Linked DNA regions of Mus musculus: all the other regions are linked to region 4. A link is a contact called in public Hi-C, HiChIP or PLAC-seq and promoter capture Hi-C data. All regions are on one chromosome and are shown on one strand. Each heading gives the region's core, a stretch centred on a gene start, on an enhancer-like site or on the middle of the called end of the contact. The rest is flanking DNA. Distances are from core to core; before and after follow the strand shown. Region 1 holds the start of Idh2 (isocitrate dehydrogenase 2 (NADP+), mitochondrial). Region 2 has its middle 7.3 kb from the start of Zfp710. Region 3 holds the start of Cib1 (calcium and integrin binding 1 (calmyrin)). Region 4 holds the start of Wdr73 (WD repeat domain 73). Region 5 overlaps Zfp710 (zinc finger protein 710). Region 6 holds the start of Ramac (RNA guanine-7 methyltransferase activating subunit). Region 7 has its middle 5.9 kb from the start of Sema4b.

Region 1 (4,035 bases), core at 1,328-3,827, 790 kb before region 4:
TAATCCCAGCACTTGGGAGGCAGAGGCAGGTAGATTTCTGAGTTCGAGGCCAGCCTGGTCTACAGAGTGAGTTCCAGGACAGCCAACACTATACAGAGAAACCCTGTCTCGAAAAACCAAAATAAATAAATGATTTTTTTTAAACCCTGATGATCAGCCACTGAATAATTTATTCTTGGATACTGGGACTATTTGTCCCCTGCAAGTATACAAGACTGGCAGGGTACCTTCCTGGTCTAGCCACCAAGAACGCCTCAAAATGGGGCTGGAGAGATGGCTCAGCAATTAAGAAGCACTTACTGTTCTTATAGAGGACTCAAGTTCAATTCCCAGCACCCACATGACAGCTCACAACCATCCATAAGTGTAGTTCCAGGGAAACCAATTCCCTCTTTTAGCCTCTGTGGGCAAATAGGGTCACAGGTGGCATACGTACAAACATAAATTCAGGGGAATTGATACAAGTTAAATAAAAATAAACGAGTCTTTAAGTATCTATCTAAAAAGTTAAGGTGAGGAAATGACAAAGTTTCTAACCAGGAGTAGAATAAAGGGAGTCTAAGTAAATGCTCTGTCCTCTGGAGAGGCCGAATCTCTTCCCAAGGTCCTAGAGGGGCCAGCAAGCGGCTGCTGGAAGTTGCAAGTGGGAACCAAGGGACAGCAAAGACATTGGATGTTGTTGGTTGGTTGGTTGGTTTGGTTTTAATCACCTCCCCACTTGGAGACCTTCAGAAAGGACCTTCCACTGGCTGCTTTTTAAAATGTGTATCCAGATTAGGGGTGGGGGTGTGTGGCTCATGCCTTTAATCCGAGCACTTGGGAGGCAGAAACAAGTGGATCTCGGAGCTTGGACCAGTCTGGTCTGCACAGCGAGTTCCAGGACAGCCAGGACAAAATGGAGACCCTGGCCTCAAAAAACCAAAATAAATAAACAAAATGAGTATCCAAATTCAGGATCCCAAAGTAGCCTTATTTTCTTGTTAGTGCAGTTTCTTAAGGTAGTTTTGTTAGTTAGTTAGTTAGTTAGTTAGTTAGTTAGTTAGTTAGTTTTGGTATTACCATTTTACCAGACTCCTCAAAAGAGAGAAAAGATGAAAAAGAGGAAAACCACTGAGTGCCTTTAACTTCTACCATATTTTGCTGCAAAGCTGCCATATGTGGGTCTTGAAGGCCTGAGGCACTTGATGGGGCTTCAGAGGTTAGAGGCAGATCCCAAGAACACAAAAACATGTATGTCCCTTTCTCCTTGGCAAAGGGGAGTGTCAAGGGCCCCGCCCTCTCCCTCCTCCTGGCCCCCAGCTTCGGTCAGCTGCTCCCACGGTGAGTTAACGATTACCACTCTAGCCAGAACAAACCCCATAGCCAAACCCACCCCCTCTTCCTCATTCCTCTGGCTAACCCCAAGGGGTTTTGAGCCAGGTCAGGATAGAATTTCCGTGGCAACAGGCATCAAAAGAGGCCACCAAGTGCTCTACATTGTTCCGTGCCTTTTGTAGCAAGGCGCTGAGTAGCAAGGGTATGAAAGATGCCCACATGCCAGGTTGGGCAATCTGTTAGTAATGGAGACTCTAAAACCCTGATTATTTTGTCCGGAGTTGCGCCTTCACGTCTAAGAAGTAAGCTGAAGGCAACGCAGAGATCTCATGGGAACGACTGACTGCAGAAAAATGACAATATGCGTGCAGTGCCAGGTCTCCACAGCTTGTATGCCAGGCAGGACCCACTCACATGCAGCAGCTCGTGGTTGGCCCAGCAAGGGGCCAGGAGAGGGCCCAGACTGAGCGTCCTGCGCAGCGAAGGGTGGGGGAGTGGCAGAGAAACAAAAGCGGGAAAAATGGAAGGACATTCCTCCAGCTGTCGAGTAAAGGTTCCAAAAATAGCTGACGTGGGCCTGTTGGAGAGGAGGGACCAGAGTACGCAGGGATTGGAGAGAAGGGGAAGTGGAGGCCTCTCCTCCTCGCCTTTGTCTGAGCCGGGAGCGCGAGGTGACCCTCCTCTGCCTAGGGCTGCAGCAGGCCGCTCCAGCCCCTCTTGGTCGCTTGTCCCCTCCAAAGGCCCAAGGCAGTCATGATACCCCACCCTGGGTCCAGGTACCTCTGGAAATGCTCCCCCGGAATACCTGGAGAACCCCAGCCCTGATAGGACCCAGCAATCCCGCCCCAGGCCACCAGCTGCCACTATCCCCTGGGTCCCCACCCCTGCGCCTGCAGCGGCCCAGGCGCGCGGGGCGCGGGAGCTCGGTGTAAGGCCACCTCCCGGCCCTTTGTAACCCGCACGCCGCTGTTCCCCGACCGCCGGCGTGTCGCGAGTGGCACTCCAGGGTCCCCCTCCCGGGACGTCGCCACGTCGCAGCGCTGCACGCGAGCCCGCCCCCCGGTGCGACACTCACAGTGGCGCCGCGGCTGCTCCGGCCAGCTGGGGACAGTCAGTGCTGCCGGTGCCCAGGTCCGCGCTGAGCCCGAGGCTCTGCAGAGCGAGCTCACAGCCCGCAGGTAGCCGGCCATCCCGAGCACGCGAGGTCCGAGCACGCCGCTGCACCGGGCTGTGCGGTGGGGACTCTAGGCTGGCCCTGGTGGCTGGGACCCAACCGGGGCGGAGCTGCAGAACCTGCCGCCCCATTGGGTCTCACCCGGGAGAAGGCGGGTCCACGCCAGGGCAGGAGCCTGCTCGACACCCTTGGGCCTGTTCCAGAGCTCAGGCGGCCCCAGTGCTGAGCCCGCGCTTTCTGGGAGCCTCCATATATCCTCAAAGCATCAGGTACCGGGGAGACCCATCGGGCCGCGGGGGCTCACGGCTGCAAGACTCCCCGCTTCCGTTAGAATGTCAGCTGCAGACACGTCGCCTTAGTCCCCTGCGTCCTTTGCGTTTAGCTGACCGACGGACCTGAGGCGCTTTCATCAAGACAATGACAAGCTTTGCCGTCTTGAACCTAGACCATGGCAACTTGGGTCTCCCCCAGGTAGCGTCCAGTTGGGTGGACTAACCAGGATCGAGAGTTGAAATGCCAAGTACGGTGGAGGCAAGAGGATGAGAAGTTAGGCTACATACCAAGTTCTAGACCAGCCTGGGCTATATGAGACGCTGCGGGGCGGGGCGGGGGGGGGGGCGGCTGGAAATCCTCCTTCTGCTCCTGACTAGGCCAAACTCCTAGCCCCAAAGTCCTTCATCATGGCCGACTCTGTCTCTTCTGGACATAAGAGTGCCTGCCAGGAGACTTCTGTGACATTTGTGTGTAAAGGTTTGAGGTATGTTCATCCTTCAATAGTACAACCACTGCCCAAGTTAATTATATTCTATGCTAGTAGTTATGTAGCCCTGAAGGAAAGCCCATGTCTCCTATATCCTAGGCAAAGGTCCATCCACAACCCAGCCCAACAGCTCCTAGTTTACCTGTTTGCGTGGGGAAACAAACAGAAACATACAAGCTAAATCCATCACTGTTCATTTTCTTGAAGTAGGGGTCACTGAAGTCTGGGTTTTGTGTATCAAATATCACAAATCCACCCCAGCTCTCCCAGTCACACCAACTCACTCCAGATGAGAGCAACCTTTCTGCCCTGTGCTCCCAGCTTCCCAACCCAGCTTCACAGTGTTGTCAGGTGGAGCTATGCCAGGAAAGTGGCCTTGAACTGCCAACATCAAAGCTTCCCTCCTGGAGTCTCAATCCATCCGAGTCACAGATTTGGTTCTGGGATCCAGTACAGAGAGTATATGCAAAGGAGAGACATCTGGGTCCCTCCAGGGACTGAGGAAAGGAATAGGAAAGTCTGGCCTGGGGCAGCATGTTCCAGAACAGTCTGAGAGCCCTTCTACGAGATTCCCAGTTCTCTTGTGTAAACACCGGTAAAGACCACAGAGGTTGTTGACTTGGGCTTTCATGCCATCCTGGAAATACCAGACCCCTGGACTCCAGGATCCACACGTGCAAGGTCGGAGAACAGACTTCCTATGCATCTTTCTAGACCAGTTAGAGTATGGATGAAGGTCAGCTACCTGCACTGCCTCTGTGATTGCTGCTGAAGCACAAGGGGCTTC
Region 2 (4,038 bases), core at 837-3,336, 880 kb before region 4:
ACAGGGTTTCTCTGTGTAGCCCTGGCTGTCCTGGAGCTCACTTTGTAGACCAGGCTAGCCTCGAACTCAGAAATCCACCTGCCTCTGCCTCCCAAGTGCTGGGATTAAAGGCGTGCACCACCATGCCCAGCTGGAAAATAACTTTTTAATGTACATTTTCCCCCCAGGTATTTTATATGTGCTTTTCTGGGTAAGATACATATATGCACAAACTTACAAAAATATAATACTGATTTATGTATAATTTACTATCTAATTAGGGGTGTTAGGAACATTCTCCACGGTTAAGTATTTTTCAAAATCTTGCCCATTACCCGGTGTGGCTCACTCAATGGCAGAACCTTTGCCTAGTATGCCCAAATTGTGGGATATTAGGTTCTTTTCTTCCTTCATTTTCCGTTTTTATTTTCCATGTTTGCTAATATGCTAACACTTTGATAAACATTCCTATTAGGAAGAGTGATCAATTCTCCAACTTCTAGAACTTTCAGGGCCTGGTGCTGTGGGACTATAATCCTAGCTATTAGAGAGCAGAGGCAGGAACAAGAACAGCCTAGGATACAGAGGGAGTTCAAGGGCATCCTGGGTAACTTAGCATGACATCTGAAGATTTAAAACCAAGGGGCTGGAGAACTGACTCGGCAGTTAACAATGCTTGCTCTTAGAGCCGGGCATGGTGGCACACACCTTTAATTCCAGCACTCGGGAGGCAGAGGCAGGCGGATTTCTGAGTTCGTGGCCAGCCTGGTCTACAAAGTGAGTTCCAGGACAGCCAGGGCTATACAGAGAAACCCTGTCTCAAAAAACCAAAAAAAAAAAAAAAAAAAAAAGAATGCTTGCTCTTCCAGAGGACCAGATTCAGCTCCCAGCACCCATGTTGGGCCGCTCACAACCGCCTGTACCTCCAGAAGATCTGAGGTCCTCTTATAGCCTCCAAAGACATTTGTACATGTGGTACCCACTCACTCAGACACAGCAGACAAAACGGTGGTGGGACGCCTTTAATCCCAGCACTTGGGAGGCAGAGGCAGGCGGATTTCTGAGTTCGAGGCCAACCTGGCCTACAAAGTGAGTTCCAGGACAGCCAGAGCTACACAGAGAAACCCTGTCTCAAAACAAACAAACAAACAAACAAACAAACAAACAAAAAGCCAACAAAATCTAAGAAGAAAGTGCTGAAGAGATGTCTCAGCAGTTAGGGGCACTGGCTGCTCTTCCAGAGGACCCTGGTTCAATTCCCAGGCTCACAGCCACTTCTAGCTCTAAACCTAGGGGAGTCTGTACCTCCTTCTAGCCTTCTTGGGCACTGTACACACATGGTACACAGACATACAGGTTCACACATAATTTCTTTTTTAACTAAACTGAAGAGAGAGTTGAAGATCTAGTATAGCGATAGAGTTCTTGCCCAGCCTGTGCAGGGTCCAAGGTTCAATTCCAGTGTTATGAAAAAATAAAATAAAAATTCTAGAACTAGACTTACAAAAAAAAAAATCAAGAGGTAGAAACTATTAAACTTTCCTTTTTAAAATATAGTTTTAAGCTGGGCATGGTGGTGCACACTTTTAACCCCAGCACTCCAGGGGCAGAGGCTGATAGATCTCTGGGAGTTCAACTTGTTTACAGAGCAAGCTTCAGGACAGCCAAGGTTACGGAGAGAAACCCTATATAGAAAAACCCGATATTGATCTTCAGCACTGAGCCATCGCTTCAGGCCAAACTTCCCTGAATCTGACCAAGTTTTGCATCAACTTTACCCTCCCATAATAATTAATATAATCATGGTCTTATTTATACATTACTCATTTGTTTAAGGAAGCTGGCCGTTGCCTGTTTATTACCATTATGAAACTTTTCTGTGGCAAATGTTTCTTCCTCTTTTTTTTTTCTGGGGTGGGGGTGGGGTAGGGTGGGGTGTGAAGTTAGCTCCCGATAGCTAGCTTCACACTCACTCTGTACCCGAGGGTGACCTTGGGCTCCTGATTCTCTGGCCTCCCATTCCCAAGTACTGGAATTACAGACATCTGACTTTGTTAGTTTTCTTTTTTCTTCTTTTCTGGGAGAAAGGAGAAGGGAAACAGAGACTCTTGTAGCGCAGGCAGGCCCCAAATTTATGATGTAGCTACAGCTGACCTTGAACTAATTCTCTTCTCTGATTCTTTTTTTTTTTTTTTTTTTTTTTTTTTTTTTTTGGTTTTTCGAGACAGGGTTTCTCTGTATAGCCCTGGCTGTCCTGGAACTCACTTTGTAGACCAGGCTGGCCTCGAACTCAGAAATCCACCTGCCTTTGCCTCCCGAGTGCTGGGATTAAAGGCGTGCGCCACTATGCCCGGCTCCTCTCTGATTCTTACGGGGGTGGGATTACAGGTGTACCACATCACACTTTTTCTCCAGATGTCTTAGGCAGTGTATATGGTCAGGCACGCCACCCCAGCTTGTGGTTCCTGCAGCGTCCACGTCATCTCCCCTGGAGTCTTCCCCCTTTCCATGGCTGGATGCTAGTTGGGAGATTTGATTTTAAAAACCAAATTTCAAAGCATGAGAAAGGTAGTTAATCCCACCACTTTAATCCTAGAACTCAGGCAGCAGAGGCAGGTGGATCTCTGTGTTCAAGCTGGGACTACAGAGTGAGTTCCAGGGTAGCCAGGGCTACACAGAGAAACACCTGGCTGGAAAAACCAAAAGCTAAGAAAACATGGAATATTAGATATTACAATTAAATACTGCTGATAGATTTAAAAAAGGTTCCACTGGCTTATCCTATGGAAGACACTGGTCCTTTTGTTTTTGTTTGTTTGTTTGTTTGTTTTGTTGTTCTTTTGAGACTGTGTAGACCAGGCTGGCCTCGAACTCTGACATTTGTCTGCCTCTGCCTCTTCAGTGCTGGGATCAAAGGTGTGTGTGCCACCATGTCTGGCAAGAGACACAGGTCTTACTAAGCACCAGTTAATCTCCCCATAGCGTCAGTCACTCTAATAGATGTTAGTGTAGTCGGGGCATAGGGGAAGGGTACACTCCATCTCTTTTCCTGGCTTATAGGACCCCTCAAACTCAAGGCCTGAAAGATAACCGCTCCTCCCTCAGGAAATTGAGGATTCATAAACCTTTTTTTGATTCATGAATCTTAAAACACACCTATCTTCCAGTTTTACCTAGGAGAGACCACTCTGGGGTCCTGAAATGCTGGAAAGAGGCCTATATGTGTTACTTGTAATAGAAACAGCTGATCGCTTTCTAGTGTCAATCTGGAAGATTCTCTTCTGCTTACAGTAAATCAGGGTGTTAGCTACACAGTAACATCTGGGCTTGGCCCTCACTGGGATCACCTGGCACCAATGGGCTTTCACAATTTACAAGATACAGTGTCTGGTATGTTCTGTCACTAGCTGCTAAATTTCATTCTTTCTAGCAAAGCCAAGAAATGAACATTAATTACTTTAGTTACTGAGATGTTACTGAGGCGGGGCATCTGCCCAGACAGGTTCTCCCAGGGAGGCAACAGGTAAGAAAGATAGTGGGAAGCTAGTTGTGATCCCGGAAGGACTTCAGAGGGGGAGGCCCAGGCAGGGAGATTCAGATTTCAAGGTTATCCTTAGCTATACAGCAAATGTGAGACCAGCCTGGGTTACATGAGACCCATCTGAGAGAAAGAGAGACAGAGACAAAGACAGAGAAGATACTGAGGGACCCTGCTCCTCTGAACCAGGCCACATACAGAAAACCCAACCAGAAACCTTAGCTGCAAATTCTGGCTTAGCTATGATAAAGTGCTGTGTAAGCCAGGCACAAAAACGACTGCATCTGGTCAGGACTATGCTTATTATTCCATTAGAGGCGAGAGGAGCTTGAGAGTCCCAGCCAGCCTGGGTTGTATAATGAGTTCAAGGCCAGCCCAAGACACATAGTAAAAATCTTGTTTCAAAAGACACTAGAGCTGATGACACTCAGCAGATAAGAGCGACTGCAGCCAAGCCTGATGCCTAGAGTTCCATCCAAGGGGCCTACACTGTAGAAGACCATGGTATGCTTGCATCCCAA
Region 3 (3,889 bases), core at 1,341-3,840, 670 kb before region 4:
TAAAAACCCCAGGGTGTGGTGGCATGTGCTTACAATCAATAGGAAGGGTTAGGGAAGGTACTAGCAGAGAGAGGGTGGATGAAGTGGGTAGAGGACTGAACCTTGAGCTCTGGGAGGCTGAGGATCTGCTCAAACGATACTCGGGTGTGCAGTGACTCCTCCACGGTCCGCTGCTCTGGGGGAAGCAGCTCACAAAAGCGTCTGTGGGCTCTGGCAGAGAGAGGGGAACTTATTGGTGGCCTCAAGCAGTCAGTCTCCCTGTATTTATGACATCCCCATTCTGCGGTTTGAATGCCCTATAAACCAGCTGTGAAACTAAGTCACACACCCAGGATTCCCAGTCATTGGGCAATCTTTAGCCAAAGAGGGTAATTCACAAAACAGCAGAGGCTTGGGGGGGTCCCTTCTTAGGGTGGGCAATTATAAGAACTTACCCATGTCTGCAAGACACTATCTGAAGGGACTCTGACTAGCTTGGTGAGCATGGTTCTGGCAGGCCTTGCTCACTCTGCAGGGCCCAATTCCTTCTACCTTGCTACAAACCTACATTGCTAAAGCCAGCCCCCAAAGTCTATTCCCCTATTTGGCCACTTCCTCCTCCTGAGGCCGACGACCAAGGTCCAGCTATCAAAGTATTCACGTCCAGCAATCAAAAGCCCCCTTTGGCTAAAATTAAACACCTCCTCGTAGCCCAGGGTTTCCCCTTATACCTTTATAATCTGCCATTTTCCTATGTCCATGTCTGTCTCCTCTCTATCCAGAGGCAGTCCTTTCTCCTGTAGGACAAATACTCCTTCCACCTCTCCATTGTTCCCTTCCCCTTCTTCCTGTCTTCGAACTCATGTCTTTGTTATTTCTTGCCCTCTGTCCCTCTAAGGCAATAAATCTCCTTTGTGCTAAGAACTTGGTCTGGGGGTCCTGAGCTGCGACTTTCCCTTTCAGTGTCAGGCATTCTTTGCAACAGTCCTGGCAGGAAAAAGATAACTCTAGAGACATCTGTGCCTGTCCCTTTGGCTATTGAACTACAGAAACAATGTCCCCCGAGAAATTGGAATTCCCCGGCAATCTCGTGTTGTGAGAAGGATGAATTGAAGCCTGTTGTCTACTTAGGAGAAAATGTCTACCAGGAAGAGATTTTACACAGACGGCTCTGGTAACTTGTCAGAAGATCACCTTTCATGAGACTAGAGCTGAGACAATGAAGGAGAGACTCCATCTTGCCCAGGACTGCTGCTTAATTTTACATACCCTTGCCCTTTATTTAAATATAAACCTCACATCAGCTGGACATGAAGATTGACTTAAAGATGGGGGGAGGAGCGGTCATGTCCATTCTTAGCTTTTTTTTTTTCCCAGTATGGCCACATTGGATACATTTCGTTTCTCTGCTTTTCAATATTGTCCCTTTCCTTGGCCTACTGAGGACAGGTAGCACAGCCTAGCTGGTTAGGACTGCCTGTGTGGGCCAAGTACCTGGACTCTAACATTACAGTAACAAAAACACATGTTACCTCCACTCCAGAGACTCCTCTCAGCCACCACCTCTTTCCCAGTAGAATTTCATTGTGGGGCTAGGAACCTAACTCAAGCGCTCTGGCCAGCAAATCACTTATAGTGTGCTTTATAGTCAAGTTCTCAGAACTCTCTGAACCTGATTCCTTGATCTGTAACCTCCTCCTGAAGTAATGTGTGGATCACTCAGGAGCTACTGGGCAGAGTAAGGGTTCAGTAAACGTTAACGGTTACTGAATTAAACAGGTAAAGTTGGGATTGGAGCGAGCCACGTACAAGACCTCTTGGTTTTGCCAGAGGGCAAAGTCCGCAAAGAGTCACAGCAGTTCCTTTTAGAAGCGAGCAGGAAGCTCGGCAGTGAGGAGGCTAGAGGAGCTCAAACAGTTCAACTTTTCCTGGATACACAGAAGTGTTTGCGTGGTGCAAAGGTGAGGCTCTGGAGCGGGTGGGACTTGCACTCTGAGCCTCCGACTCCAGATCCAGTGATCCTGACATCCCAGAAGCACAGCCCCACCCTCGGAGGTGAGACGTCCAATCCGTATCCCGCGAGAAAAGTACCCGCAAAGCCCTCCCCTGGCAATCCCGAGTTGGAGGACCGGGGTCAGGGCAGCACTCACAGGAGGATCTCCTGCTTGGTCAGGAACGTCAGGTCCTGAAAGGCAAATCCAGACAAGGGTCTGCAAGCCGCCCGAAAGCCACGGCCGCCCCGCCACCTGTTCCCCGAACCCCACTCCCCTGCGCGGGCTCGCACGCGAGCTCCGCGAGAACTGGCGCCCCGCGCACCTGGTACTCGGCCAGCAGCTCCTTAGACAGGCGACTGCCCGAACCTCCCATCGCCGCGGTGCGCGCACAGCTAGGCCAACTCTCCCCGGGACGCCGGCAACTTTCTCACTTCCGTCCTCGGGGCCGCGTCCCCGCCCAGTCCCCGTAGCAACCGCTGCCTGGCCTCCGCCCCCGGGCCCGCCCCTGCCTACAGTGCCCCGCCACCCTTAGCGCCGCTCAGCGGGCCGGCTCCCGGCTCCCCGCGGGCCCAGGAGAGCTGGAGGGAGGGCCCGGGGAGGAGCCGGACGCATCGGGGCGGGGCCCAGGCCTCGTGGCCCCGCCTTCTAGTGGGCGGGGCGGAACGAGCCATGCGCACGTGATGCAGACTGCGCCTGCGTCGCGGTCTTCACGCGTTTGCTGAGTTCCGGGACCCGTCTGTGCACTGAGCCTTGAGATGCATCCGCCTCACCTAAATCAAGTGCAGAAGACCCCAGCTCTGGGTGGAGGCGGGTAACCTCCATACTCGCTCCCGGGCTGGAGGAGATCCGGTGCCCCTCTGCGGATAGGGTCAGTCCTAGACTGTCTCACGGGACAAGAGCTGCAGCCTCTGCCACCGTGCCAATTCTTCCAGAAGAAGCTTAGCTTCCTCTTGAAGTGGCTCTTGAAGGTGTTTACTGGATTGTGCAGTTATCGCCCATTCGTGGAACAGTTAGCAAGGTAGGCTTCCATTTTACAAACAGGTTCAATTTCAGTGATGTGTCCGGACTCCGGTATTTAGAGGTCAGTTCTGTCCACAGGTCCCTCCTGCTGTTTTATCGTCACAGCTGGGGTGCCTCCTTTGATTCCTCCCACAAATTGCGAGCTTCCAGCTGTAGGAACCAAGATTTGCCCTTCTCTCCTCTCAAATAATAATCAGATGCAAGTATGAACATATTTACACTGTGTGAAAAAGTGAAGATTCCAAGCTTCCGGAGGAGGAAATGTGGATTTTGTGATCTGGGTGGTCAACTTGGTTGGATCTGGAGTCAAGGAGAAGGGAAACAGCTTGACACTCCTGTGAGGGATTTTCTTTTTTCTTTTTTTTTTTTTTTTTTGCTTCGTCACCTGGCACAACAGGGCCAAGTCAATTACAATTTATTTGAGAATATTTTAACTTCGTACTGGACTGGTATTCATTCCTAGAGAAGTCTGGTCCTTCATCCGGCCAGTCCAGCTAGATGTTCCATACCCTCTGGGTAGGAGACTGTAAACCTTGCTTCTCATGCTTCTTTCTCTCTGCTCCTTCTTTAGCCTCCAGGAGAGGTGCAGGCTCTACCGCAAAGCCCAGGGGCTATGGCTTGCTTTCCTGGTCCACTCAGGGTCTTACCTCATAGAAACCCCTGAGCAGAGGGATTTTCTTGATCAGTTTATTTGAAGTGCGAAAATCTACTGCGGCAGTGCGCTCAGGTGGCAACCCGTACCAAACGGAAACGGAAGATGGCTTTTGGCCTGTTTGCCTTGGCTTGCTGATAAGTCTCTATCCTGTACCTGCCACTAAGGATTTCCTTTAATGACATTAGAATCATAGTGTTCCAGCTGCCAACTCAGATTGAAGACCAACAGCTCTCTAGGAACC
Region 4 (3,782 bases), core at 1,199-3,698:
GTAATGAGATCTGATGGCCTCTTCTTCTGGAGTGTCTGAAGACAGCTACAGTGTACTTACATATAATAAATAAATAAATCTTTTTTAAAAAAAGGCGTTGGGATTAAGGGTGTGCATGCACCACCACGCCCTGCTCAGCACCTGCTTTCCAGATGAGCACTAGGGAAGGAGGCATCAAAGTCACTCGGCTGGACCTCGGCAGGGCTCATCTACTCGTGTAAATATCTACGTACGTGGTCAGCTTCTTTTTTCCCTCCTGCCTATCCCCAAGCCTTTTTCTAGTCTGTCCTAGCCCTTGGATTATGGGGCAAAAACAGTTTACACCTTCCTAGAGGAAGACACAGAAGACAAACAGCTTAACCCAAGAATGCAAAGATTACTACCACCAACCCACTCACCCTCCCACTACAAGCAAGGTGGGTCTTTCTAGCAATAAAGACAAAACAACCATGTAACAAGTGTTCACTCTATTAAGAACATCTGTTTTCTTTCTTTTTTTTTTCTTTCTTTTTTTTGGTTTTTTGAGACAGGGTTTCTCTGTAGCCTTGGCTATCCTGGAACTCACTCTCTAGACCAGGCTGGCCTCGAACTCAGAAATCCGCCTGCCTCTGCCTCCCAAGTGCTGGGATTAAAGGCGTGCGCCACCACTGCCTGGCACATCTGTCTGTCTGTCTTCCTTCCTCTCTCTCTCTTTCTTCTTTTTTTTTTTTTTATTTTTTTTGAGACAAGTTCTGTGTAACCCTGGCTGGCTAGGAGCAGCCACTAGCTACACTCACACATTCTCTCCCCCTATTTCAAAGACTATTCTTTCTCCGCATCATTTAAATGTGCTCCCCAAGGCTCTGCCCTGCCGCCTCAGATCCTGCTCCCTCATCCCAGGCGACCTTACTCATCCACATGGCTCCCTCATCTCTTGTCTGTGAGGGACTAAGATGCTCTGTGAGCACTGCACCACTGACTACTTCTCAAGGCTCTACATTTTTAAAATTTATTTTATGTATGCGGATGTTTTGCCTGCCTGCAAATGCTGGATGCCCTGGAAAGGAGTTACAGCAAGTTGTGAACTGCAATGTGGGTGCCAGGAGTCAAACGCAGATCCTCTGGAAGCGCAGAGTGCTCTGAGCCCCCGAACCATCTCTCCAGCCCACGTCTATTTCTGATAAAGTAAGACTGCTCTTTGCCTGTAGCAGCTCTCCTGCGACCACCTGCTTGTCCTTGGCATTCATCCCCATGCACAGGGGCCTTGTTCTAGACTTTGGTTTTGTTTTTCTTTTTTTTTGAGACAGGGTTTCTCTGTGTAACCTTGGATGTCCTGGAACTCGTTCTGTAGACCAAGCTGGCCCCAAACTCACAGAGATTCACCTGCCTCTGCCTCCCAAGTGCCTGGATTAAAGGTTTGCACACGCCGCCGCCCGCCCCCCCCCCCTCCTTCTGTGGCAGCCCCAGGTACTTGTCAGGCAGAGTAACAGGCACTCCAGAAATGCATAATAAATTGACACAGATAATCAGCTTCTCTATTTAAGTTACCTGGTTTTCCTGTACAGAGAGCCTGAGAGGTAGTATCAAATGAAGAATCTCATTTTTTTTCAAACTTTCATAACCAGCAACAAAGACTCCTGAAATAAAACAGTAACTATGACAAAGAGTTAGAAATATCGTGGATCGTGGCTGGATTTATAAATTCTCCCAATACCTTCCCCATTCTCTGAGTAGCCTTGTGTCAGGGGATGGAAGTTGAATGGGTCTCCCTAGCGGCTCAGACTTTAAAATTCAGCCCATGAGGCAGAAACGCATCTCGTTTAGTAGCAGGCAAGATATATTACCTTTTTCACCAATCCACTCAAGGACTCGAGTGGCTCCTGAGAGGTCAAATGCATGGAAGTCTTGGTACCTGCAGGATAGGGTTACAAAAATCACGCGACGCACAGCTAACCAAGAACTGGGAGATCGCTGAAGGACTGGTGGAACCAGGCTCTGGAGTTAGGTAAACATGGGGCTGAATCTTTTCTTCTGCATTTTCCTCCCTGGTGTATGAGACCGGGCTGGCCATAAGGAACCAAGCCTTGGTTCCTCACCTGCGGAACTCCCATAAAGTTGATTTCCCCAAGTTGAGGTGAACAATCAGGAGAAACCTGTGTTCAAGTTAACCTAGAATCCGGCCCAGGGTAACCGGCCATGTGTGCCTTATCAGCCCTCACATGCGCGGATCTGGTCACATTACTTGCTTACAAAGGACCCAGAGTCCCAGAGCTAGAGGCCGGGGGTCAGGACCTCCATCGGTCCGTGCCTGGGCACTGCCCACGAGCCCACAACCGCACGCGCCCTCTCCCATTGCCCATCAGACCCGCCCACGGGCCAATTTACAATCGCAAAGACTCCACGAGCCAGTCCTCAGCGAGCTCCATAGCAACTGTGGCTTCCGTCGCTCCACTTCCGCCAGCCAGACTTCCTGGGCAGGCGCGCGCTCTCGCGAGGAGAGGGCGTGGTCTTCCGCTGGCTGGGGCGGAAGCGCTCAGCGCTGCGCGAAGCCCTGTTGATGTTTCTTCTGTTCTGTGTGCAGAGTCCGGGTGAAAACGACGCAAAAAAACCAGATCCATCGATGTCAGCTACAAGCAGGATCGGAGACATCAAATATACCCCTAATGTATATTTAGGATCAAGAATGTGCAGCCAAAGAGCTGTCAGTGTCCCAAAGCAGGTACAATACAGACTTAATTGGCACTTCAAGTGAACAGTTAATTTAAGTTTGCGTGTATTGTCCGTAAAGGATACTTAAGGACTTTTTTATTTTTTAAAATGAAAGGAATCTTGTTTAACTGGGGATGTAGCTCAGCTGCTAGAGTGCTTGCCCGGCATGCACGGAGTTAGCTTTTCAGTACCCCGTAAAAATAGACAAAAAACCCAGCGCGGTGGCGCATGACTGATCAGAAGTTTTAGGTCATCATCTGCTGCATAGAGAGTTCGAGGCCAGTCTACTGTTACACAGGACACGATCAACAAAGTATCTGACATTCCAACTTAATTTTTATTCGATAACTTTGGCAACATGTATGGAGGACCCTACATTCGGAGAAGAAAAAGAACACAGCAGGGCTGGATTCTAGTGTGGCTCTCTCCCGTATGCACCAGGTAGTGCACTAAAGTTTGCCATGGGGATCAAAGGTGGGGCGAGTGCAGCATAGTGTAGGTAGCCCCCCACTGCAGGGGAAGAAGCTTTTGGTAGCAGAACTCACTCGTGGCTGGATCAGTGCAGCCAACACAACACCTGACTGCTGAGAGCTGGCTGGCTGGTGCCATGGTGGGGGGTGATGGGGCTTTTCTAAGACCACCCTAGCTCTCTGAACATGCCACCCTCCAGAACCCTTCCCTCTTTCCTCAAATGTGGGTGGAAGGAGAGGCCCAGACATTCTGTGTAAAGAGCAGTATTTTTATTCACCACTTCACCAGGGAAGCAAGAAATACAGCAGGAAAGACTTTGTGTCTGCATCATTAACATTCCTGGTGACCCAACCAGAAATCACAGTAACAGATTAACACATTTGAGCTTAGGATTTACATCCAGAGGAGGCCACTGCTAGGGTTCCATTGTCAGCTTCCCTGGATGGACACATTCTAAGCCCAGCATCCGGTTTGTTCCATTATTGGCATCACTTCTGCAGTAGTGGCTCCAGCAGCCTCCTGTACTGAAGGCAAGAAGGGAAGACTTGACTCTGGAGTCCACAAATCAGGGAAATGCTGAGTGTACCCAGGAGGGCAGCTGCAGGCTCTCAGCTGAGCCTCTC
Region 5 (3,998 bases), core at 1,055-3,554, 860 kb before region 4:
TGTAGCCTAGGCTGGCCATAAACTCCCGATCCTCTTACCTCTCGGTGGAAGATAGGCTAGACTACTGCTGTGCAGGCCTCTAATACCTAGCACTCCTCCTGCATAGGTCGGCCGAGTGGCTGGACTGCAGGTAAACCTAGCTGTGGGCCCAGTCAGTCTCCCTCTCTTCAAACAAAGGACAGGAGACATGGGCTTTGCTTTCTCCCCACTCAGCTCCTCAGCCCCACTACTTCTGCGCTCATCACGAGGGCCTGCAGAGGGGCCGTGTCCTCAGAATTTGTCTTCAGAAATTGGAGGATTGTTGAGGCTAGCCTGGTCTACAGGGTGAGTTCCAGGACAGCTAAGGCTTGAAAAACAAACAAACAAAAAATAAAAAAAGAAAGAAAGAAAAGAGATTGGAGGATTGTGTGGCTCTGTATTGGAGATTCACCCTGGCTGCACTGACTGGGGCCTTCTGGAGACTTCTAAATTCTTTTGTCTGGAACAGTCTTAGTCCTTGAAAGGACTCAAATGTAGGCTTTGTTTGTTTGTTTGTTTGTTTTGCTTTGTTTTTTGAGACAGGGTTTCTCTGTGCAGTCCTGGCTGTCCTGCAACTCACTCTGTAGGCCAGGCTGTCCTTGGAACTCAGATATCCACCTGCCCTGCCTCCTGAGTGCTGGGATTAAAGACACACCCACTACCCAGCATGGCCATCTTTCTTATTACAAAGAAGTTTATTGCAGAACATTAGTATAATAAATGGGCCAGAAAAGATCTATAATTATTAAATATTTTAAAGGGAGAGTATATATACACCCCTTCAGCAAGATTTTAATTCAAAATATGAAATTGTACTGTTTGTACCATCTTGTTACTTAATTAACAAATGTTAAATGAGTTTTTTAATTAAAAATACTCTCTGGGCTAAACATTCTCCTTAGAGCCACTGCAAAGGATTTAGAGCGTCCTTCCGGGCCAGTCGATGGCATTTTAGTCAGTGGTGGGCATCGGGCGTCATCCTTGATCGATGTCTACCATAGTTTTTGAGATAAGGTCTCTCCTTCAACCTGGAGCTCACCAATTAGCTCGATTGGCCAAGCCCTGGGGATGCCCTGTCTCTGCCCACCCGCCTGTCTGTCTCCCCCCACCTCCCCCATGCCTGCCAGGTGCTGCTGGGAATCAAACTCAAACCTAAATATCTGCACAACAAGCAGTTTACCAATAAGGCATCCCCCAGCCCCAGGACTTCGATTTAGTCTTCTGCAGTTAGACTGTTTTCTGGGTTTGGGTGGCAGTGTTTGGGTGGTTTTTGGAGACAGAGTCCCTCCTTGTAGTCCAGACTAGTCCGGAACTCTCTGTAGCCTAGCTGGCTTCAAACTCTTGGCAACACTCCTGCCTCAGCTTCCCGAGTGCCAGGGATTATAAGCTTTCATTTCCATATTCCCCTCAAGGACCAAGTTCGGTTGTTAAAATCGCCTTGCAGAAACACCCATAGCATTTTGGTTCCTCTTCACTGAACACCAACTTTTTGTCTTAACACTGTTGTATGTTTATTTTTGGGTTTTGGGGGATTATACATTGTTGGTTTTTTTTTTTTTTTTGGTTTTTCGAGACAGGGTTTCTCTATGTAGCCCTGGCTGTCCTGGAACTCACTCTGTAGACCAGGCTGGCCTCGAACTCAGAAATGCACCTGCCTCTGCCTCCCAAGTGCTGGGATTAAAGGCGTGCACCACCATGCCCGGTGGATTATAGGTTTTAAAAACTTCTCTTTCAGCCGGGCGAGGTGGCGCATGCCTTTAATCTCAGTACTTGGGAGGCAGAAGCAGGCAGATTTCTGAGTTCGAGGCCAGCCTGGTCTACAAAGTGAGCTCCAGGACAGCCAGGGCTATACAGAGAAACCCTGTCTCGAAAAAAAACAACAAACCCCAAAAACAAACAAAAAAACTTCTCTTTCCAAGTCCTTTCCACATACATAGCATGGATTCCTTGGCCTCTGTTAGCTTAAGGGAAGAAAGTTCTATCTTTATGCCTCTATTTTGCACCCTGTGCTCCAGGTCTGGGCCCCTGCATTGCTCTTTCTAACCTCAGGCAATAGTCAGTTCTGTGGTTCCCTGGGAAACCTTTTCCTAGGGCTTAGGGCTGAAGGGAGACTCTCAGGAAACGGGCCTGTCTCTTTGCTAGGGCGATAACCTAAAACAAACATCCTGTCCTAACTCTAGGAAGATGCTGAGGCTGGCCTTACTGGGTCTCTGGAGTGGAAGGAGCTGATGATATATCCTGTGTAGGCTTCTGCCCAAACTTGGGCCCCACACACACTCACGGGTAAGAGAAGAGAAGGAAGTTCGTCGGACTTTCTTGAGGAAGTAGCTTTCGTGCAGGCTAAACTGGGCCTTCCTGTTCCTTTTCCTGAATGGCTCTTCCTCCTTTTCCTTCCCTGCTCTGCATGGCCCGTTTGTCCTGATAGTTGGTGGGAGCTTTTGGGCACCTTCCCTTCCTAACATCTTTCTTCTTAGACTCTTTTGTTGTTGGCATGGAGGCCTGTGTTTGGCCATGTCCACATGTCAGAAAAACTCTCCTTACCTTCTGCACCCTCTGTCAAGCTGAGGCCCTGGGCCCTAGCCTGCTGCGTTCTGTCTTCTTTTAAGCCTGCCTGGAAAGACCATAGGCTTGAGGAGGCCCAAACTGCCTCCCCCCCCAAGAGAGCCAATCTGCCAGCTGCCACTGCCCGAATGGATAACAAAAAACAAAAGCACAAACCGTAGCCCCAAGAGAAGGGCGTCGTTTCAGTTTATATGAACCTGAAGCTAGAAAAGAGAGGCGCAGGTTAGGAGAGGGAGCCTGGTTGTTTCCCCTGGGGTGGGCTTTGTTTAAATTTTAATATGCTCTTCTTTTCTCCCATCGCCAGCCACGCTCCCAGCTCCTTTGTCACTCTATCCCTGTTATCTTGCTGGTGGATAAGATCCCTTATCTACTCCGTCCTCTCTCTCTTCCGAATGTCGCATCCCGAACCCACAGTGACCCTCCCCGATTTGTAATAGGACATGATAGATCCCCTTCTGCAACCTTAGATGGAACCTGCCAGCTAAGATTTGGGAGGAAATGGACCAACCACTTTTAATGGTGTTGGACCCACCAAAGGTACAAGCACTAGGCCACTTGGGCATCCTCGGAGAAGTGTTCCTGCCCACCCTTAGCACTGCAGGGAGCCATGGGGCGAAGGGTGAGGGTCTCTGCTGTGGGTGGCTTGAGACAGAATCAATGTGATCTCAGCACAGGCCTTTGTAGTCTGAGACTGTTACACATGGAAATACAGGCCGCTTTCACCCCGTGCAGGCACTGACCTAAAAGACCATGTAGACCTGGGCTCAGAGGGAAGGAAAGGACCCACAGACGTGTCACAGGACTCAGGGGCTGGACAGATAATGCTTCCTAGTCTTGCCTCCTTATCCGCAGCCTCCCAAGCCTTAGTTAGCTTCACAAGCCAGTGACCCAGGCACAGGCAGCTCTTTTAGTGTCTATGCTCAATGCCGTCATTGTTTCCTGTAGATCCCAGCGCTGTGAAGTCAGGGGTTCCTCTGCTCTTTTAAAAATTCCCCCTTTTCATATCTTCATTTAATCACCAAGTTTTTACCATGTAACTTTCATTGGCCCAACTCTGATACAAAGGTGAATATCATGGTCTCTGTCCCTAGTCCACAAGTGATGTTGGACTTACAAACAGGAGCTTGTGAAGTTGCCTGGAATTTGTTGTTTTGTTTTGTGTTTTTGTTTTTGTTGAGACAGGGTCTTGCAGTGTAGCCCGGGCTGACTTTGAACTTGTGAGATCTTTCTGTCATAGCCTCCCAAATGCTGGAACTGCCACACCTGGCTTGTTTAGAACTGCTAGAAGTAGAACCCGGGGCCCAGCATCACTAGGGGTGGGAGGAGGTGGGATCGTTGGTTGATGGGGATGCTGTCTGGCCGGCAAAGGGAGCCTTGCAAAGCAAAACCCAGGACATGTGAGAAGAGGCCATTGGGAG
Region 6 (3,666 bases), core at 53-2,552, 860 kb after region 4:
ACCCAGCAGAAGTAAAACTCATTCCCTGTAAAGTCTTAGAGAATGGATGTAATATCAATGTCAACATCTGGAGGTCGTGGTGGTGGTGAGGTGGTGGGGTGTGTGTGTGTAGGGGAGTGGCAATATTCTAAGCATAAGGGAACACTGGCAAGCTATAAAAACATAATGAGTATTCGTGAACTACTGCATTTGGTCTGCTTTACTGTGAGGGAATGAAAGAGAAATATCAGAAAATAGAATTTTGAATCCAAATTAAGATTGTTGGCCTTGGCAGCAAGGAGTTATTGAATATCTTGCATCCCAGTTGTGCTTGAATATGACTATAACTACGGCAGTTGTCTGGTGATATGCTGGTGAGGGGCAGTGACTTAGGAAGAAGGGCATCGGTGCTCTGTTCAGGGAGTGTAGAGAGAACTTGGATGAGGAGTCAGTGGGGATGGGAATGGATGAAAACCAGAGTCACAAGGACCAAATAACAGAACGAGACATCTGACCAGGGCGTGGAAAGAAAAGGTATTCTTTTTTTAGCTTTATTTTATTTATGAGTACACTATAGTTGTTTCCAGACACACCAGAAGAGGGCATCAGATCCCATTACAGATGGCTGTGAGCCACCATGTGGTTGCTGGGGATTGAACTCAGGGCTCCAAGAAGAGCAGTAAGTGTTCTTATCCTCTCCAGCCCTAAGGTATCCCATTTTGACACTAAACTTTCCAGGCTGATCGTATTCCCAAGAGGAGGGCAAGGTCCGGGGAGCAATCTGAGAAAAGTGGCTAGTCAACAGCTGGCATTGCCACACTTGCAAACAACCGAGAAGAGCGGAGACTTCGGGAGCGAGCGGAATACGGGCAGTGGAGGCGTGGGTTCGTCTCTGCAAACACACATAGACAACGGTGCGCAGGAGCCTTACTGCCCAGGCCGGCTAAGAACCGGGTGGGCATCGCCCAAGCAGAGCAGTCTCGTCTGCTCCTCCGCCCCGCCGCCCGGGCTCCGGCTTTGGGGTCTCCATTGACAAGCAGCCTTCCCTCCTAGTCCTACTCTCAGACTTCCCGTACCAGTGCACCAGGCACTGCCAGTTCGAGGGATTTTATACATGACGATATCCTCTCCCCGACGGTCACCAGGCACTGGCTGCGAATGACCGCACTGCCCACCATCGCCACTTTGCTCGACCCTGCGGAGCTTCCCTAGGGCCGCGCCAAGGTTCGAATGTGAGGGGCGTGGCGGGGGGGGAGGGGGAAGCGAGGATTTCTAGATCTCGAGAGACTTGGCACGAGACTCCGCCTTACACGCTCCGGAAGCGGAAGTCGGGTGGTTGAGGGATTCCTGAGCGTTTGTTTACCTTGGAGAGCCGGGTGGGGTGCGGCGGTGTGGACGCCCGAGGTCTCCAGTGCGTCCCATGAAGGGTGAGTACCGCACATGGCGGATGAATCTCCCACCCGGGGCGGCGGAGGTGATGGGGGCCTGGGGCCGGAAAGTGCGAGAGGCCGGAGGTCGCTGCCCCTCGGAGCCTCTTTCTCCGCAGCTCGGCTCCTGACGGCAGTTCTGGAAGGAGCCGCTTTGTCCCGGCCGTCGTCAGCCGCGCGTCGGCTGGCGGGCTGGGATGCGCAGTGGTTAGTCAGTCATCCTGCTCCGTGCTCGGGGCTCCGCTCTGGAGAGCAGCCGAGCCAGGGTCGGCCGACCGCAGGCAAAGCTCTGTGCGGTTCTCTATGTGGTGAGGAGGTTGGTGGGATCCAAGTGCCAGGAAGGCTGTCGGCCGCAGCGACAGAGAGCGCGCGGCCCCTGGTTGCCCGTGCCTGACCTAGCTTGTAGCTGGTGACGACCGAGGCGACGAGGGTCGTCGCCTCTCCGAGTTCCTCCGTGGAAGCTCGAGTTTCCTCGTAGGCTGCTAGGACTGAGATCCTTGGGTCTCTAATCCTGCCCACTCAGATCGAGACGTGTGTGTGCACAGCTCCTCTGCCCACGCACGCCTTTGCGGGGTGGGGAAGAATTGTCTGTCTGCGGGTTGTGTGTCTGTCTGTCTGCGGGTTGCGTGTGCTGGCGCCCGCAGAGGCCGGAAGAGGGCGTCTGTTCCCCTGGAGCTATATTACAGGCAGCTGAGAGCAGCGTGGGTGCTGCGATCTGATCTGTGGTCCATCGGAAGGGTAGTGAGCGCTCTCGACCACTGAGCTATCTCTCTGACACTTCCCTCATCTTTTGAGGTTTCTTCCAAGACCCCCTTCCCCCCAGCCGTATTTTCTTAATATTATTTATTCTATTATTTCTTTTATATGTTTATTATATAATTATATTTTATATATTATGTAATTGTGCTTTATGTGATTATTATACATATGTATTGTATATTTTTACATCATAATAACATTTTTCCCTTTCCTCCCTTTAGACCCTCCCTTTATCCCCTCAGCTCTTTCAAATTCATAGTCTCTTTAGTAATATGTAGATATATACAACCTGCTCAGTTCATATATTGTTACTTATGCGTGTGTTTTCGGGGCTAATCAAATATGGCATTAGAGAACCAGTTGGTGTGCTCTTCCCTTGAGAAGACTATTTCTCTTGCTCTCCGCATTCCTTGGTTGCCTGTAGTTCTTTGTTAAGGCCTCTTGACTTTTCCCTCTTCCACATTCTCTTGTCTTTTGGTAGTGTTGGCCTCAGCCCATATTTAATCAACCTAAACATTAAACAATATAGTTGTCTCAAATCCTTGGGTTAAGTAAAGCTTGCATTAAGGTTTTGTTTCAATTCCATTCTCATGAATAAGTATGAAGATACCTATGTGGTAGGGTATGGGGAAAATAGAATAAATTGTGCCTTTTCCTTGCCTTGTGAATGTCTGTCTTAATTGGGAATGGGGCATTCTTCTAGTGGCTTCTGTGGGTAGTTTGGAATTGTGGACACTTTTAATTAGTTGGGAGTTTTCCTTGTCTTATTTTGAGACAGTGTCTCTCTACATCGCTCTGGCTGTCCTGGAACATACTCTATAGACCAGCCTAGCCTCAGACTCACAGAAATCCACCTGACTCTTCCTCCCAAGTGCTGGGATGAAAGGCATGTGTCACTACCCTCAACCTAGTTGGATTTATTCTAAACTCATTTGGTTTTTGGTATTTAATACTAGTTTGCCAATACCAGGCACAAGGAGGTGTAATAAATAAGGTAGAAGTTAAGTAGTAGCCTGAAAGGTAAAATGTCCAAGTACTGTTTCTTGAACTTAATGAGCAATTGTAGTTGAATTTGGTTGGAATAAGGGCAGTACTGTTATAAATGCTTTACCTATTTTGAGGAAAGACAGGACAATGAAGAAGCTATCTTCCAGTTAAGTAGCCCATCCAAAGCGTCCTTGAAAGTGTGATTAGAAAGGAAAAATGACTTGAGGATATCGGGGAAGATGTGGTTTTAAGTTTTTAGCATGATGTTAAATACACCTCAAATCATAAAATAGGTTTTGGTCCTTTCTCTTTGCCAAAGCTGGTTTTGTACTTCTAGGCTCAGTTGATCCTTCTGCCTCAGGCCCAGGAATGGTAGGTCTACAACATGGGCCATTTTCCCTACCAGGTTTAGAAACTTGGAGGCATTCAGCAGAAACACGAAGTTTGAGTTAGGAAAGCTAGGGGATGGCAAAGCTCAACAGTAGCAGTTCTTGATCACAGACGCCTGGGAAGT
Region 7 (4,076 bases), core at 730-3,229, 710 kb before region 4:
TTTCTAGTCTTGCCAGAGGGACCCAGCCAAGCTCGAGGCTTATAACATCTCCCTATGAGTGACCTGATAGCACTTCTTTAGGATGGCAAGTGAGCATGCTTCCATGGTATGGCCACCCTGGCACAACAGGTTGATGTTGGAGTTTCGGGAGACCAGTAGCAACTCATCTTCATCTCCACCACGCCCCCAAGGCTCGCTTGTCCCTGCTTCTCTTGGTTCAGTATGGCAGCCAACGCTGTGTGCGGGAGGTGTGTCAGCCAGGATGATTTAAGACGACAGAAACTTTGGAGCTAAAGAGCTCCTCTTCTGTGGGAAGGAAGAGGGAACTGAGGAGCCTCAAGTCTCTGGGAAGGAAGCTTGGTTTTCTGGGGACTGAGGCATGGCGCTGGCCTTCATAAGAGGTCTGGGGGTCAGAGTAAAGTGGATCTAGAGGGAAGAATTTGATGGCAAATTGGAAGAGAGGTTTTTATTTTTCAATCTTTACTCTTTTGAGATAGGGTCTTGCTAAGTAGTTCTGGCTGGCCTGGAACTCAATCTGTGACCTAGGCTGGCCTTGGGATTTACAGGTATCCTCCTGCCTCAGCCCCTCAAGGACCACAAGCATGAGCCTGTGTCTGGCTCTTTGACTTGAGATCTTGAGTTGAGAACATGGTTTCCTAAGCTGGACTGGAGGCTGAGCCTCTGCTAGGTCCTTAACCTTCTGACCCCATCCCCACCTGGCCTAGGATCCCGCCTTCCCGCCTGAGTAGCTGCAGCTATCTGAGAGCGATCTGTCAGTTTCAGGGGTCACCCCTGTCCCCCTGACTGGGCAGGCCTATAGTCACAGACAGCACCTCCTGAACTCCTGTAGGGAGCACAGGAGTGACAGTGGCAATTTCATGTTTCACCCTGTCTGGGCAGGGACAGGCTGAGCCCTGCTGGTTGCACCACAGCCCTGTAGAGTGGGGGGATCCCCTCCCAGGGAGTGGCCAGCTCAGGTCCTAACAGGCCCAGTGGGGGCGGCGCTGTGTGGTGGGCTGCTTGCCACAGTAGGCACGCCCAGGGCTTGGGCTGGGCGGGCTGGTTCCTTCTCTTCAGGAGAGTTGCAGCCTCAGCACCACGTATGCAGGAGGCAGCTGAACCTGAGGGAGGACTAGGAAGGGGCTTGCTTCTCCAAGGGCTTCTAAGATGTCAAGGCCATGGGGTTCCTTTCAGATGGAGAGTCTATACCAGCCTGGGACATGGGGCGTTCACTCTGCACAGTGTGCTGTCTTTATAGGTGCTATCTTGTCATGTTCCCTAACCATGTCATAAAGGACTATATATAGTATTACTATCACAGGAGAAGCAGCTAACTATGGTCCACTTAGGACCCGTATATAATGGGTAGTGATGCATTCTTCTCTATTGTATGCTCCGCCACTGAATTCTACCTTTTTACGGGGCACATATTCTGGGTAGGGAGTGGGGAGCACAGCAAAGGGCCTGTAGGGAGAAGCTGGTTTGGGAAGAAATGGGGCAGTTGTCAGACCCCATGGAAAGCTTTCTGAGAGAGCTGAAGACAGTGTTGATTCTGACCCTGGATGGGTGCCCTCTACTGCAGAGGGTGCTGCCTTTCCCAAGGAAGTGCCCAGCTCTCAGGCCTGGCAATCATTGGAAGATTTAAAAGCACACACGGACTGTGTCTGCTGCTGTGACTTCCTCATGTAAATGTACTGCTGCTGCAGCCCAAGTTGCTGCCTGGCCCCTGGGGAGGAGACATAGCCTCGTGCCTAACCGGGGCAGGGTGGGGAACCGCAGCTGCAGGTTGGCATAAGAAGAGGGCTCGGGGCTACGAGGGGATGGTGGCAGGGGGCCAGGGCCTAGACAGCTGGGCCACAGCCAGTTCACATCTGAGAGACCTTGCTAGGCAGCCTGCCAGTCTGTACGCGGTGGTGGGGGAAGGGGTGGGAGGAGCCTGAATGTTGCCCAAGGAAGGGTGGGCGGGACCTTTGGGTTCAAGCTCCACTGGGCTTGGCAGGAGGCTCCTCCCCCGCATGGCCACAAACAAAGCTACAACTCCAGAGTAACTGTGGGAGTCCAGCGCCTAGCTCCCCTGGGTGGGAGTCAGAGGGGGCAGACCTGGCAAGAGCCCTTTGGCAGGTTTCCTGCATGCCCAAGGACATCTTACTGCGTGCACCTGGGCAGAGGCTGAGGGGCGAGTGTGGACTGTGATAGGCTGGCTGTGAGGCAGCGAGAGGGGAGGCTCAGGCAGATGTGTTCGCTCTTTTTCTGGTTTCAGTCTTTCTTGCCATAATTTCCTCTTTCTTCTCTTGAGGCTTTCTACTACTGTTCTGTCAGTGTGTGTTTCTTCCACTTGGTTCTTCAGTCCTGGTCTGCTCCCCTACTCCCTCGTTTTTTACCTCCCATGCTAACAGGTATAAAATACAAGCTTCTAGCGGGACACAGTGGCACACCCTACATTCCCAGCACTGAGAAGGCGGAGGCAGAAGATCTAGAGTACAAGGCCAGTGTGGGTTATATAGCAAGTTTTAGGCCACCTTGGCCTATGTAAGTGAGACTATCAAAAACCAAAGAGCTTAAATAAAGCAAAATGCATAGATCTTAAGATCATAAAGCTCAGTACAGGGGCCTGGTGAGATGGCTCAGCGGTTAAGAGCGCCAACTGCTCTTCCGAAGGTCCTGAGTTCAAATCCCAGCAACCACATGGTGGGTCACAACCATCTGTAACAAAAATCTGATGCCCTCTTCTGGAGTGTCTGAAGATAGCTACAGTGTACACACATATAAATAAATAAATAAATAAATCTTAAAAAAAAAGCTCAGTACATTTGCAAACACTTGAAAATCCAACACTACATCAAGATATAGAATCTGTCATCTCTAAAGTTTCTATATTTGCCTAGGAGGCATGTGCCCACTGGACTCTGACATCTCTCACCACACAGCAAGTTTGTCTGGGTGCCTGATGCTACACCTCCTCCTCCTCCTTCTCCTCTTGGTTTTTCCAGACAGGGTTTCTCTGTGTAGCTCTGGCTGTCTTGGATCTCTCTCTGTAGACCAGACTGGACTCCAACTCAGAAATCCACCTGCCTCTGCCTCCCAAGTGCTGGCATTAAAGGTGTGCGCCACCACTTCCAAACTTATCTGGGCTTCTTTATAATATATTCTTATGAACATTATATTTCTCATCCTGCACTAGTGAAAAAAGTGTGTGTGTGTTTGTGTGTGTGTAGATTGTGGGGGGAGGCATAGACAGACAGACAGACAGGATGGGAGGAAGGAAGAAGGCCTATGAGTGCAGGTGGACAGAGGGCGGACTTAGCAATTGACTTAGCAATTTATGGATGACTTTGTCTTGTAGGCTGGGCATGGAGAGAGTAGTACTTTTTTCTTGTTCTGTTTTTTGGTACTCTTTCCAAGCTACCCCCCTCCGCCCCCCAGTTCTTTGTAAACACTGACATCTGGCAGAAAAACACTTGCCTACATCCAAGCGTGGCAGAGGGGAACAGGAGACACATCGTTGGCTTGGGACCACTCTTTTGCCTAAAGGAAGTCAATTCAAAGGCAGTTCTTTGTCAGTCACCCTTCTGTTCTTTCCAGTCTGAGAGAGCACATGAGGAAACCACATTAGCACACGTACAGAAGACAGTGGAGCCCGACAGGAGCAAGGCTGCCATGCACAGGAATTGGAGAGTGTGTCCCCAGGCCAAGTCGGGACCTTTACGTAGATAGTGCTGTGTGGTTCTTACTGGGTGCCTTGCTAGGCATGGGGGAGGGGGTCAGAAGACAGAAGACCCGGCGCTCTTCTCTCTAAGGGGCTTGCTGCCCAGTTGGCATAAGATATACTTTCAAAGCACATGAGCAGGATATAATTAAGAACCATGAGAGGCTGCATCAGCCCCTGCCTCCTCTCCTGAGGGATGAGCACAGCCGTCAGACAAGCCCTTTGTTGCCAAGACACAAGAGCAGACCAATCTCCTGCCACTGCCACGTTAGGAGCTACTGATCCCCAGATTCAGGCTCTGAATAAATGCTAATTGAGCAGGTAAGCCATAGATCAGGCACTGCTCTAAACTAGGGTGCAGAGCGGATGA

Evidence for each region. Promoter capture Hi-C pulls out the DNA fragments that hold promoters and counts their contacts. A called contact is a pair of places that touch in the nucleus more often than the background predicts. HiChIP or PLAC-seq counts read pairs in DNA pulled down with a chosen protein or histone mark.
Region 1: a promoter capture Hi-C map of neutrophils shows a contact between it and region 4, with 6 times the contacts expected there. The contact joins the promoter of Idh2 here to the promoter of Wdr73 in region 4. A contact is called at or near these places in 6 of 39 promoter capture datasets (fetal liver, hematopoietic stem and progenitor cells, liver and 2 more), 1 of 115 datasets of contacts at active chromatin or transcription factors (memory CD8 T cells) and 2 of 9 other capture datasets (adipose tissue and liver).
Region 2: a Hi-C map of B cells shows a contact between it and region 4, with 8 read pairs. The contact joins the enhancer-like site here to the promoter of Wdr73 in region 4. A contact is called at or near these places in 1 of 39 promoter capture datasets (liver) and 1 of 484 Hi-C or Micro-C datasets (B cells).
Region 3: a contact with region 4 is called in a promoter capture Hi-C map of pre-B cells, with 4 times the contacts expected there. The contact joins the promoter of Cib1 here to the promoter of Wdr73 in region 4. A contact is called at or near these places in 2 of 39 promoter capture datasets (liver and pre-B cells), 2 of 115 datasets of contacts at active chromatin or transcription factors (double positive thymocytes and memory CD8 T cells) and 3 of 9 other capture datasets (adipose tissue, liver and macrophages).
Region 5: a promoter capture Hi-C map of pre-B cells shows a contact between it and region 4, with 3 times the contacts expected there. The contact joins the enhancer-like site here to the promoter of Wdr73 in region 4. A contact is called at or near these places in 6 of 39 promoter capture datasets (the C10 cell line, hematopoietic stem and progenitor cells, liver and 2 more) and 2 of 9 other capture datasets (adipose tissue and liver).
Region 6: a contact with region 4 is called in a FOXA1 HiChIP or PLAC-seq map of pancreatic cancer cells. The contact joins the promoter of Ramac here to the promoter of Wdr73 in region 4. A contact is called at or near these places in 4 of 39 promoter capture datasets (the 3T3-L1 cell line, 3T3-L1-derived adipocytes, cranial neural crest and 1 more) and 1 of 115 datasets of contacts at active chromatin or transcription factors (pancreatic cancer cells).
Region 7: a contact with region 4 is called in a promoter capture Hi-C map of liver, with 4 times the contacts expected there. The contact joins the enhancer-like site here to the promoter of Wdr73 in region 4. A contact is called at or near these places in 4 of 39 promoter capture datasets (liver, neutrophils and pre-B cells), 1 of 115 datasets of contacts at active chromatin or transcription factors (bone marrow-derived macrophages) and 2 of 9 other capture datasets (adipose tissue and liver).

The regions. Positions count from the first base shown.
Region 1 is chr7:80,112,773-80,116,807 of GRCm38.p6, forward strand. It overlaps Idh2 (isocitrate dehydrogenase 2 (NADP+), mitochondrial), which reads right to left and starts at 2,578. Exons shown (of 11, transcript NM_173011.2): 1 at 2,390-2,578. The coding sequence starts at 2,504.
Region 2 is chr7:80,016,880-80,020,917 of GRCm38.p6, forward strand. No RefSeq gene overlaps it. Among named protein-coding and RNA genes, the nearest start is that of Zfp710, 7.3 kb to the right of the region's middle. Within about 2 kb of position 2,087, at least 60 of the 459 cell types and tissues checked have an H3K27ac peak or open chromatin away from gene starts, as enhancers often do. A contact at or near this core is called in B cells and liver, where this site is marked.
Region 3 is chr7:80,230,215-80,234,103 of GRCm38.p6, forward strand. It overlaps Cib1 (calcium and integrin binding 1 (calmyrin)), which reads right to left and starts at 2,591. Exons shown (of 7, transcript NM_011870.5): 1 at 2,296-2,591; 2 at 2,130-2,164; 3 at 102-210. The coding sequence starts at 2,346. Gdpgp1 (GDP-D-glucose phosphorylase 1) reads left to right here and starts at 2,679. Exons shown (of 2, transcript NM_178752.3): 1 at 2,679-2,991.
Region 4 is chr7:80,898,821-80,902,602 of GRCm38.p6, forward strand. It overlaps Wdr73 (WD repeat domain 73), which reads right to left and starts at 2,449. Exons shown (of 8, transcript NM_028026.2): 1 at 2,365-2,449; 2 at 1,824-1,891; 3 at 1,528-1,616. The coding sequence starts at 2,405. It overlaps Nmb (neuromedin B), which reads right to left. Exons shown (of 3, transcript NM_026523.4): 3 at 3,407-3,683. The coding sequence ends at 3,648.
Region 5 is chr7:80,042,122-80,046,119 of GRCm38.p6, forward strand. All of the region lies in intron 1 of Zfp710 (zinc finger protein 710), which reads left to right. Among named protein-coding and RNA genes, the nearest start is that of Gm51449, 12 kb to the right of the region's middle. Within about 2 kb of position 2,305, at least 66 of the 459 cell types and tissues checked have an H3K27ac peak or open chromatin away from gene starts, as enhancers often do. A contact at or near this core is called in adipose tissue, hematopoietic stem and progenitor cells and pre-B cells, where this site is marked.
Region 6 is chr7:81,761,651-81,765,316 of GRCm38.p6, forward strand. Ramac (RNA guanine-7 methyltransferase activating subunit) reads left to right here and starts at 1,303. Exons shown (of 3, transcript NM_025997.2): 1 at 1,303-1,406.
Region 7 is chr7:80,190,657-80,194,732 of GRCm38.p6, forward strand. It overlaps a transcript of Sema4b not described here. Among named protein-coding and RNA genes, the nearest start is that of Sema4b, 5.9 kb to the right of the region's middle. Within about 2 kb of position 1,980, at least 356 of the 459 cell types and tissues checked have an H3K27ac peak or open chromatin away from gene starts, as enhancers often do. A contact at or near this core is called in adipose tissue, bone marrow-derived macrophages, liver and 2 more, where this site is marked.